Linked DNA regions of Arachis hypogaea: region 2 is linked to region 1. A link is a contact called in public Hi-C data. All regions are on one chromosome and are shown on one strand. Each heading gives the region's core, a stretch centred on a gene start, on an enhancer-like site or on the middle of the called end of the contact. The rest is flanking DNA. Distances are from core to core; before and after follow the strand shown. Region 1 holds the start of LOC112703755 (protein DETOXIFICATION 55). Region 2 holds the start of LOC112703831 (late embryogenesis abundant protein Lea5).

What was found. Hi-C and Micro-C count contacts between places; a contact is called where the count stands out from the background.
Region 2: a Hi-C map of leaf shows a contact between it and region 1, with 2.6 times the contacts expected there. The contact joins the promoter of LOC112703831 here to the promoter of LOC112703755 in region 1. A contact is called at or near these places in 2 of 8 Hi-C or Micro-C datasets (both in leaf).

The regions. Positions count from the first base shown.
Region 1 is chr1:101,503,440-101,509,193 of arahy.Tifrunner.gnm2.J5K5, reverse strand. LOC112703755 (protein DETOXIFICATION 55) reads right to left here and starts at 2,447. Exons shown (of 2, transcript XM_025755341.3): 1 at 2,285-2,447; 2 at 616-2,207. The coding sequence starts at 2,344. The coding sequence ends at 738.
Region 2 is chr1:101,655,023-101,660,776 of arahy.Tifrunner.gnm2.J5K5, reverse strand. LOC112703831 (late embryogenesis abundant protein Lea5) reads left to right here and starts at 3,465. Exons shown (of 2, transcript XM_025755471.2): 1 at 3,465-3,804; 2 at 3,885-4,243. The coding sequence starts at 3,725. The coding sequence ends at 4,092. LOC112703861 reads right to left here and starts at 2,473. Exons shown (of 1, transcript XM_025755493.3): 1 at 2,126-2,473. The coding sequence starts at 2,473. The coding sequence ends at 2,126. It overlaps LOC112703847 (kinesin-like protein KIN-13A), which reads left to right. Exons shown (of 13, transcript XM_025755485.3): 12 at 73-138; 13 at 517-922. The coding sequence ends at 699.

The DNA.
Region 1 (5,754 bases), core at 1,198-3,697:
TATGTACTTTAAGCTCTCCATTTTGGATTCTAAGTTTAGTTGTTGTGTATTGTTTACTCACAAATAATTGTGTTTAATTAATTCGTAACCCGCACGTATTTAATTCAACAGGTTTTCATTGTCATTGCATTTATAAATCCCCAGCTGAGAGAGCTTCATTGGATGTATATATATAATTAAACCCAATGATGTGCAAAAAAAAAAAAAAAAAATCGATCATCAATTTCTTAGGGTTAACCAATACGATTGAGGAGATAAAAAACCCTACTATTACAAGTATATGTAAAATCATGTGGTGAACGAACCATCTAAATATCTAGCTAACTAGAGAGTTATCAAACCTTGCATGGATCCGGAGAAGCATCAAGGTGAAAAAGAAAGCGACAATAAGATGGTTGTAATTTATCATAAAAAAAAATTTAAAAAATCATCAAGATTTATTATTTTTAATTATCAACATAATTTTTTAATTTAATAATCCAACCATGTATTTTAATTTATACTTTTAAATATTAATGATTAATTAATAATAAAAAATAATAAATGTTCGTACTCTTCTAACCTTCTTCTCATGAAAAAAATATATGCACAAACTATCATAACGAACAAAAAAAAAACAATAATATGAAGTCATCACTTACCCTCTGAAGCTTTTAATAATTATAAGAAAGCACAGCATGCATGCTTTTCGATGGGTACACGTATGAATGTACATATTATATTGTTGCAATTGCAGGCTATTGGGGGTTGAGAAAGACAACACCTTCTTCACATTTGAGTGTTTGATCCTCTTCTTCTTCTTCTGCATGTGATGATAACATGCTGTGACTCTTTCCGACCAAGATTTTGGCTTTCAAAGACTCACTCTCGCAATCTGTTTTGTAAACCACAACAAGAATCGAAACCACACACGCCATTTGCGCTGCTAGAAGCCCATAACACAATCCCACCATTCCCATTCCCAATACGAACGCCAATACTATCGCCACCGGTGCTCCCACCATGTAAAACGAGCAGAAGTTTATGGCTGCTCCCACACCCGGTCTTGCGCTCCCTCTCAATATTCCGCAACTCGTCGTTTGCGGACAGTTTGCCAGCTCACACACTCCGATTATCGGCAACACAACCATTGTTAGCTCCACAACCTCCCTATCATCTGTGAACGCTCTGCTCCATCTCTCTCTCCCTATTGTGGTCCAGAGCAACCCCAAGATCGAGCTTGCCAGTGATAGCCCTATGGCTACCACCGTCGACAAGCTCGCCCTTTCGGGTTGCCCTGCTCCGAGTTTGTTGCCAACCCTCGTGGACGCAGACGCGCTGAGCGCCGTCGGTAGAGTGTACAAAAGAGATGTCGTTTGTATCACTATGCCGGCGGTGGCGAGCGATGCGCGAGGGTTGTAAAGGTAGCCTGCCATGATTGTCATGAATTCGTACCACCACCATTCCAAGCACACAGCGAGACAACTCTGTATGGAGAACTTGAGTAGCATGGCCCATTCCTTGATGAAGTTAAGCGTGGCGTCTCCAACATGGTGTGCTCCCTTAATCAATGGCAGGGCTAGGGATAATTCTTGGGAGACAGAGGTGTAGTACATGTAGAGAAGGAGGAAGAAGAGAGTGTTGAAGTTGGCAAGGAAGGATGATATGGCGACTCCGGCGACGCCAAGGTGAAGCTTGAAGGTCAAAAGAATGATGATGGGAAGGTGGAGGAGAATAGCAAGTAAGGTGCACCACATTAATGGCCATGTTGTCCCTTTGCTACGGAGGTAAATGCGAAGAGGGTGGAGGAGGCTGTTGGCAAGGAGGTCAGGGATGGCGAAGCGGCAATATATGCTTGCGACACGTGTTATGTTGGGGTTCTGGTGAAGGCAGAGCATGAAGGGTTCGAGGTTGAGCCACAAGAGAGAGATGGGGAGAGAGAAGAGCAAGAGCATAAGGATTGTCCTTTGTAAAGTGATAGACAGTAATGAGAAGTTTCTAGAACCAAAGGCTTGGGTGCAGAGCGGTTCCATGCCCATGGCTAGACCGGAGAGAACCGAGTAACCGGTTATGTTGGTGAACCCAATTGCCAAAGCTCCAGCGGCTAACTCCAGGCTTCCCAATTTTCCCATGCAAACCACTAAGCTCATGTTCTTCAGGTAACCAACCAGGCTCATGGCTAATATTGGCAACCCTATGTCGGTTATTCTCTTTATTTCCTCCAATACCTAATAATAAATAAATAAATTTGTTAATAAAAATATTATTATTATGTGTACGCTGAAATTGTTGGATAATAATGTACCTCGGAAATTGTCGGGTATGATGATGTGTTCTGAAGAGGGTTCTGCTCTCGATTAACCATGTTAACTGTTAAGGAAGGGAAGGGTAAAATGGGGATTTGAATTGGTTTCTGGACGAATTGCACACGAAGTGAGGAGCGGGGACCAGGATGGAATGATGAGAGAAGAGAGTGGGGGTGTGTGTGTGAGAAGTGAGCGAAGGGACCTTTTTATAAGATTTTGAGGTGCTTCGTTACGTATGTATGTACCATTCTTAGCATCATATATTAAATAAAGTCTGTTGTCCATATCATCTCCGTTATTTTCTTATCTTTTACCTTCATTTCTTACATCTTAATATTTTCTAGATCCTCACTTTTATGTACATGTGTAACAAACAAAAATAATAGATAACATATAATGTCATCTCAAAAGACTGAATATATATATAAGAAATTATTGGAGTCTACACACATACATCTATATATATATAGGACTGTTGTGGTCACTTTTACAGGACATGCTTGGACTTATGAATGATGTATACCGAAAGTTTATTCAGAATCATTATAACAAAAAGAAAAGTCACATTTATTATAATAACAAGGCACAAGAATAATTTGTAGCTAGATATTTATTGCCACTACTACACACACATATATATGAAGGACTAATGTGAATTGAGACTAAAATTCATCAAGACATTTTTCTATATATCAGTGATTATTGTATTAGTAAGATGATCGATGTTATATTTATTTAAATTTTTTTTCCCATAAAAAGAAAAAAAAAGAAAAAAGGATCTAGATACTACATAGTGAATAATTAAGATAGTACAGAGTGTGATATGGGAGATACTAGTACGTAGTACTGTAATAATAATAAGCACAAAGATTTTATTTAACTGTGTGAGATATATATACACATTGATCAAATTGATGCCCCACATCTCACTTCTTTTTTATCGGACTTTGTCATTTTTCCAATTATGTAGAAGCATAAGCACCATCTCTACCCGATTGATAAAAAATAAAAAAGCTGCATATATATATGTTGCATGCATTATACCAGAAATTTAATTTTATCATCAAAGAGATCGAAAGCTACTAATTCTATACTTAGTGAACATGTGTGTAAAATGAGACTTAACTTTGGCTATTGTATAGCGTTACTCAAATCATGTTTGGTGTATTTTGAGTTCTCATGCATTACAATCACAAATAACAACACGTATTCTCATTACTTTGCCTAAATGATTCTATTTCTAATACCAATAGCAACATACATATGCTTCGTTACGTTTTACCACTCATCGCTCTTATAATTTAGGTTTAATTCTTATAATTTTACTAAATGTTTAATTAGACTTTTATATTTTTTTAATTAAATTTTTTATATTATTTTTAATTTTATAATTAGGTCATTTTTATATAAAAATTATTAAAATTAACGGAATATTTCTCCTAAAATATATGGGGTACAAAAATTTAGTTAAATTTTTAATTATGAATACTTTCAATTTACTACAAAATATTTAGTTAACTATAACATTTTTTACATTAGAAAATATCTAATTATAAAATTAAAAATAGTGTAGAGATCTAATTAAAAGAAAAAAATAGAAACTTAATTGAAAATTTGATAAAATTATAAGGACTAATAGAGTAATTAAATTCATAATTTATCACTATATATTTTATTTCATTTTGAATTTTGAGATATAAAATCTTTTGATTTAAAGGTTCTTGGTATTTTATTTTAGAGGATGATTGTTTACAATATGAAAGAATGTAAAGAAGAACTTTGGGGTGAAATGAAGTAGTTTGGGATCGAGAATATTGCTATTAATTGCCTTTTGATAATTAGCTACTAGTATAAGGTCAATTCAACAAGTTATCATTGGTAGGGCCTTTGAAACTAACAGAATTAGGGTTTTGGGGCCTTGTGTCTACATCGCAAAACAGAGTCGAAAATTAGATTGTATTGTAAGCAAAAATTGCTTTTAATCACATGTTAGCACCAATTGTTATTTTTTTTTTTCTTGATAGATCCAAAATCCAAAAACTGTTCCAACCTCACAAACCTTTCTAATTGGAGCACACGAGGCTTGTTTACAAAAGCTTCTATACCTAACTTGCAATTCCTACATGCAAATGTGTGCCCCCCCCTCACTCTTGGTTTTGTCACAAAGCCACAAACCACAACCTTTAACGTGGCAGTGTACCAAATTTCTAAATTTAAGCGACAACTATGGTCGTTAAACTTGTATTTTTCTTATAATTTTTACATTTTGTCTTAACCACAATTTAATAAAAAACATGTAAATTGTAAATTAATCAATTAAAGATGTTAGGTTTTGTGTGTGTGTTTCATTCCCTAAACACACACCTACTAGCTATAGAGATATATGTTATATCGTATTATGAATACGATAATTAAAGAAACTAGTTAGTTAAAGTGGTTTACACAAGAAACTAGTGAAGTCACTTATTATTATTATTATTATTATTATTATTATTATTATTATTATTATTATTATTATTATTATTATTATTGTGAAAACGTAGTGCGTGGTAAGTGGTGAAATAGAAATAGATTAAGGCATGCATGTCAATGCATGACTACACACTAATTTATACATCTTTTGAATTTATTGACTATGTTCATTATTATCATCATTCAACTTGCTTTAAATTAGGCTTGCATACATATGTACTTTCAAATTTTACAATAATCACAAAAAATCCATATAGTATTAATTATTGATTATCCTTTATATTAATCAACACTACTTTAGTAATTGATTCAAAATGTAGCACCTTAAATCATTGTTATAGTCTAAAATGTTTTCAACTGTATTTTTCACATAATTGAGCCATAAAATATATCATGGTTTTTTAAAAGATCTATTATTAATACTTATTAGATAGAGTACTCATCTTGAGATATATTATATTTTTTCTAATATTATTTATATTTTTTAGACTTTAAATAATTAACAAATCTTATAAATACTACTTTCAACTCTCAACCAACTCATAGAGATTGTGATTGATTGACTAAAAATATATATATTTTCAATCATCACCATAGTAAAACAGATTCAACTATAAATATATGATATATCTATGATCAAATAAACATTACACCAATTGACGAAGTACGCAACGCTTTACCAGCTTTTACCGACAATAATCATAAAATTCTTTTATCCCCATAGTACATAATCTTCATAGGTAGGGAAACAAGATAATATTACCTTTTTTTTTTACCAAAATTATTAGAAAGAAAAGGTAGTAATCCAAGACAACGTATTATGCAATATAGATAATTTAATTCGATGTAAGTGTGTGTATATATATATAATAAGTTATTAGAGCTAAAAGTTATTAATTATTCTATAATTGTGTTAAGGAAAGGAGAACACAAACCTAACAGGTATGACATGTTAATTTTACATATTAACCGTTATGTGTAAGTTGTTGTCGCGGTT
Region 2 (5,754 bases), core at 2,216-4,715, 150 kb before region 1:
TACCGATTTTCGGTTGAATGTAAAACTTGTTTATGCCATCTTTTTTCTTACCACCATTTTTTGCTTTTGCAGGAAGAAGAAGCACTGCTTGCTGCTCATAGGAAAGAAATCGAGGATACAATGGAGATAGTACGCGAAGTGAGTTATTACATTCTTTTTTAAGCTTAATATTGAAACTGTAAAGTTTAAATGGGAAACAGCATCACGATATTAGGTCGCATAGGCAGTTAAAGGATACCTTTCCCTATTTAAAATAAGAGATATGCTAGAGGGTCATTATTTTTAGCCAATCAACCCAATTCTTTTAGTTTAGTAATCCAACAATATATGTTAGCCTATACTTTTAAACATTGATGGCTAAAAATAATAAATTATGATAGTCTTCTAGCATTTCTCTTAAAATAAACTAAAATATCTTGGTTGTCAATAAAAAATAAATAAAAGTAAAAATAAAAATAAATGCTTTCAACTTATGATCTGTTGAGTTGGTGATCATCTTAATTTTTGGTTTCTTAGGAGATGAAATTATTGGCAGAAGTGGATCAGCCAGGAAGCCTTATTGACAACTATGTAACCCAGCTGAGTTTTGTTCTCTCTCGCAAAGCAGCTAGTCTCGTCAGTCTTCAAGCCCGGCTCGCAAGATTCCAACATCGACTAAAAGAACAGGAGATACTAAGTAGAAAAAGAGTACCTCGTTGAGAGACCTGGTTTTATTCAATGATGATCATGTGTATGTTCTTGATGTAATTTGTTAGCAAATATATAGTTTAAAGGTTTTTGTTCATTTGATATCAGCGGATCTTTCGTTGGATATTCAAATTTAATTCACTTAAATGTATATTTGTCTCCTTGTGTGATGTTACTTCGACCTCATGCCTAGCAAGTTGAATTCGTGTAAAAAAAAAAAAAAAACTTCATATGATTCTCTCCTGTCAAATTACTGAAGTAGTATAACATATCTATTATAAAATTTTAGTGCTATCTAACTACATAAAAACATAATCTAGTATCAAGATGGTTCTCATTTGACATAGATAAAGTTTAAACCTACTTGGCAATTTGGTATTCTGTTGGTTTCACGAATTAGGTTTCTGTATCCTGGGTTCTAGAAGCAAGCTAGGGTGCCACCGTTGATGTGTTGGGATCTAATTAACGTTAGGAGAATGATATTTGGAGGGATAAGCATCACTTATGTAAACACAAATGTATTGCCTGGTACATAATTTTGTGTGAAAGCTTAGGGAAGGGACAGGTAGCGTCTCAAAAGATGGATGCATTTGAGTTAGTACTTAGTAGTAAGCAATTAAGCATTTTGTGCACATGATGGGATGAGAAGGGGACGCTTGTCAGATGGCAGGCAGACACAGGCACAGCGTCTTTAGTGGATCTTTGTGTGGAGCAAGATTCACTTTGTCCTTTAAGTCCATTGGTATCTTTGATCACCCTCATGTGGATCTTGATCCTGTCGTCTGATCTCTTTTATGCCAGCCATTACACAAACAACAAAGCGATCCATCTCAAAAGAATAGATCAGAGGATCCAATGCTGCTTCACATAAACACAATTTAAATGCTGAGAAGAAACATGGTTATAATTTCGTTGGTTGGTTACTATCCCATACCATATAATAAGGGACCCACTAGGCACACGTAACAACCGTTTACGCGTCCACAAAACTGTAATGTACTGTATGTACAAACTTCAAACTACTCCAAAGCACCCCGCACCGCACATTACACAGGTCAGTCAGCGCAACCGCATAAAACGTCAACAACACGAAAAACCGCCACCCACCACCGACAAAAAAACACCAACATAATAGAATTGATTTGAATTTCCAAGTTGGACCGTCGGTCAAAGAAAAACAATAAGATTGCAAATAATAATAATAATGAGTTGATTCTAACTTATTTGTTGAGATTGGAAGGTAAGAAATGAAATAAAGGAATTCAACTCGGACGATTATTACTACAAAAGCTGAGCATTGGTCCCTGGAATTATCTGAATTTCCCCGCATACATCTATCTAATCTAAAATCACAAAAAGAATTAAGAAATAATGGTACATACAAAAAACGGACAAGGTTGACTACTTGGAGCAGCTAGATCCAGAAAGTGAGTTGAGTTCAGTCGTCGGAATCGTCGCCGCCGAAGATGGAGACGCGGTTGTACAAGAGGAAGAGGATGAGGACGAGGAAGAGTGCGACGCCGGCAGGGGAGCCGGTGGCGCGGTGGATGGTTTCAGGCTCGCCAGTGAAGATGGAAGAGATGAAGGAGCCGCGATCGGAGGAGAGGAACTGGATAGTGAGTAGGAGAATGATCGGTAGGAGTAGGAGGCCGAGGGGACTGAGAAGCTCTGAGATGGCTTCTGTGATGGCTTCACCCTGGTCTCCAACGAAGAATGGCACCACCACCACAATTGCCACCACAATTGCTAGAAGCATTCCATGGGGTGCACCCCTTTCTTCTATCATCTTTTTCTTTTCCTTTTTCCTTTTACTTTTCCTACCAATGGCCAAATCAAAATCGTATGTAACTACTACTTCATCACTCTGCTTTCTGTGAATTATGTGTCCTTAAAATAAGTGCTTCTTCGGGTTGCGGGGACGCGTCTAACTTTCAAAAATAATTGCTCTTTTTTTTCTTTTTTTTTCTTTCAGAATTATGGAAAGAGTGAGTCAACTTGCATGTGCTTCCATGAAGGAAGTTTCATGCGCAATTGATTTTTTTTTTGGGTCAGGTATGTTGTTTTGTTTATGTTGTGTGTCACACACTGCTTTGAAATTTTGGGCCTTCCTGATGGCAAAAAAGTAGGCTGCAATATATAAGCCCATTTTCTCGGATATACCTATTTTTGTACTCTCTTCTGTGTCCATAGCCTTCAATTAAATAAAAAAAACGATAACCAATTAAATGATTCTTATAATATTTTTTGTTTGTCCAAGATATCTCCTAATTTAATAGGTCAAAAATTAATCTACTATAAATTTAAATTTTATTTAAAAATTTATTATTGGCCAATCAAATTACTGTACAAATTGATTATTCAACTAACCCAAATTAATGAAATAATTCTTATACTTAAACAAATTTTGAAAGATATAAATTTTAATTTGTGTATATAATAACTCATTGTTCAGATAAATAAGTGTTTGGAAGGTACTTATGTTTGCATTTAGATTTTAGGATGTAAGGCTGGCTCACACATGGTGCCAATCTTGTGGTTACACAGAAAATAGTTGGTCATGTTTGGCTGTTTTGTTAAAATGAAAATGTTATCCAAATCCTAATGGGAGGCTCTATCCTCTGCTCTCTTGACACTACTTAGCTCTCAGGCCCACTGTGTTGACTTGTTTGATTAATTGACAACAACCTTGATATAAAAAAAGGTCTCAATTCAATGAATGCAAGAGAAAATATCTTGATCCAATATGAACTAAAGAAAGGGTAGTAACGCGTGTCGTGGGGTAAGAGGAAGTTGGTTTATGTGTTGGCACCCAAATGGCGACACATGGTTCCGCTCCGCCACCCCGACCCTAGCTTAAACTACACTTTCTCTTGTATTGTGGTTATAAAAGGAACCACACAGGCAACATTAGAATCCAGAGGGAACAGAGCCACCCCATAAGCCGTGGTTGCTGCTGCGGAATTCCGCCTTACATCCATCAGAAGCGATCTTCCGCAGCAGCAAACTAACAATATCCTTATCATATAAAATAATAAGCATGGCTCGCTCTCTCTCACAAGCAAGCCGCCTTGGTGCTCTTGTTGCTGAAGCTTCCTCCTCCTTAATCCCTCTTCGTCGGTGAGTTTCTTTTCTTCTTTCCTCTTCCTCCTTATGATTGATATTTTATTTTTGGTGATTTGTAGTTTGTTGCATGGTAGGCGGGGTTATGCGGCAGTGTCTGATGCTTCAAATTCCATTGTAGAAGGAAAGGGGGGAGGAGGTGTGTGCAGAGATTGGGCCCCAGATCCAGTAAGCGGTTACTACAGGCCCATCAATCACACTCCACAAATTGACCCGGTGGAGCTCCGACACATGTTCCTCAACCGCAAACTCACATCAGACCACACCCCGGGCCCACACTCATAATCATATTATCATATCAAAACCAAAAGGCTTTCTATGCTTCCTATGATCGTATCCGAAAGCAATAGCAATGATATACTCGTTTTTGTTTGCGTGTCCTTAGTTTCTATCTATCTATATTTGCTAAATTAGTAATGGACTTATCCTTCATACTTTTTCTTTCTTGTTCTTTTATTAATCTAATAACACAATTAATCGTGCTATCCCTCCATTTGTATGAGACCGGATTAATAAGAATCAAAATACTTAGCAGAACGGAACAGAAAAAGGTGTGAAATGATAATTAATTATTGGTCATAATAATTTTATATAAAATTAATAGTTAATAACTATGATGCACCGACATAGATATGACAAAACACATAAATTTTAAAATTTTATAAGATAAATTTTATAAGATAAAAGACACGTATGTATATAAAATTTAATTTTTTTTAAATAAATTATAATAATATTTTATTATTTTATTATAATAAAATTAAATTGATTTTTTAATTATTTTTAATATTTATTTTAATTATATAAAGTATTTAAAATAATTTTGTTTTAATAAATAATAATATGTTATTTTTAAATTTATTTTAATAATACATATTAAGAATATACTGATACAATGATATGCGATAGTATTTAAGTATGTCTAAATATGTTTAGAGAATAATTTTTTATTTTTTATTAAGATATGATTGGATACAGTATGTAACATGCGGATACGATGACTCAATGAAATATCATGCTCTATAGATTAATAATATTAAAATGATAGTTTAGTCAGATATATTAAATTATTTAATTATTTTTAATTATTAATTTATTATAAAAATAATTATATATAAATTTTTATTTAAGTTTTGATTTAGTTTATTAAATTCATTAAATGATATTAGTTTAATATTTATTTTGAAATAAAAATTTATATATAGTTATTTTTATACAAAATTAATAATTAAATTTTTTTAAATAATTTGATAAATTTAATTAAATTATTATGTAATAATTTTTAATTATTAATTTAGTAAAAATAACTGTCTAATTCATTAGTGGTTAGTGAGACAACGTTACATGTCATCAAGTGGGAATAGATTTCTATTTGATATAACAAAATGTGATCTTTTGGAAAAATAGGTCTCGAATATGAAATGCAAGTCTTACGATGTTACATGTTAAGCTGGGATAAATAGATTTTTATTTGACGTGGTAAAAATATGATGATTTGGATTTATGAAATTAGAATGTGAAATTCCTTTTTAAACAGATTAATTTTGTTTTATGATAAAATTCGTAATGATTTATTTGTTCAGTTGGTAAAATTCATAATTTTACTTCATTTTTTGTTGTAATTCGAACAAATAAAAAGCTAAAAAGAAAAAAAATAATTGGACAAGTTAATTTAGTAACATATTATTCTTTAATTAGATATTATATAATATTTTGACATGTTATTCTTCTTCAAGTTTGATTAAAAGTAAAATCATCTATTTATAATAATTTATATCAGATCGTATAAAAATTATGAATATCATTAAAATATTTTAAACAGGATGTCATGTGTTACGGTGTTAGGGTGTGAATAGGCCGCGAAAGCGTGACCACGATCGCCACCGTAACTGCAGCCACGGTAGAACTGAGCGTGATAATTATGTCTCGTTTGATTCTTTTCAACAA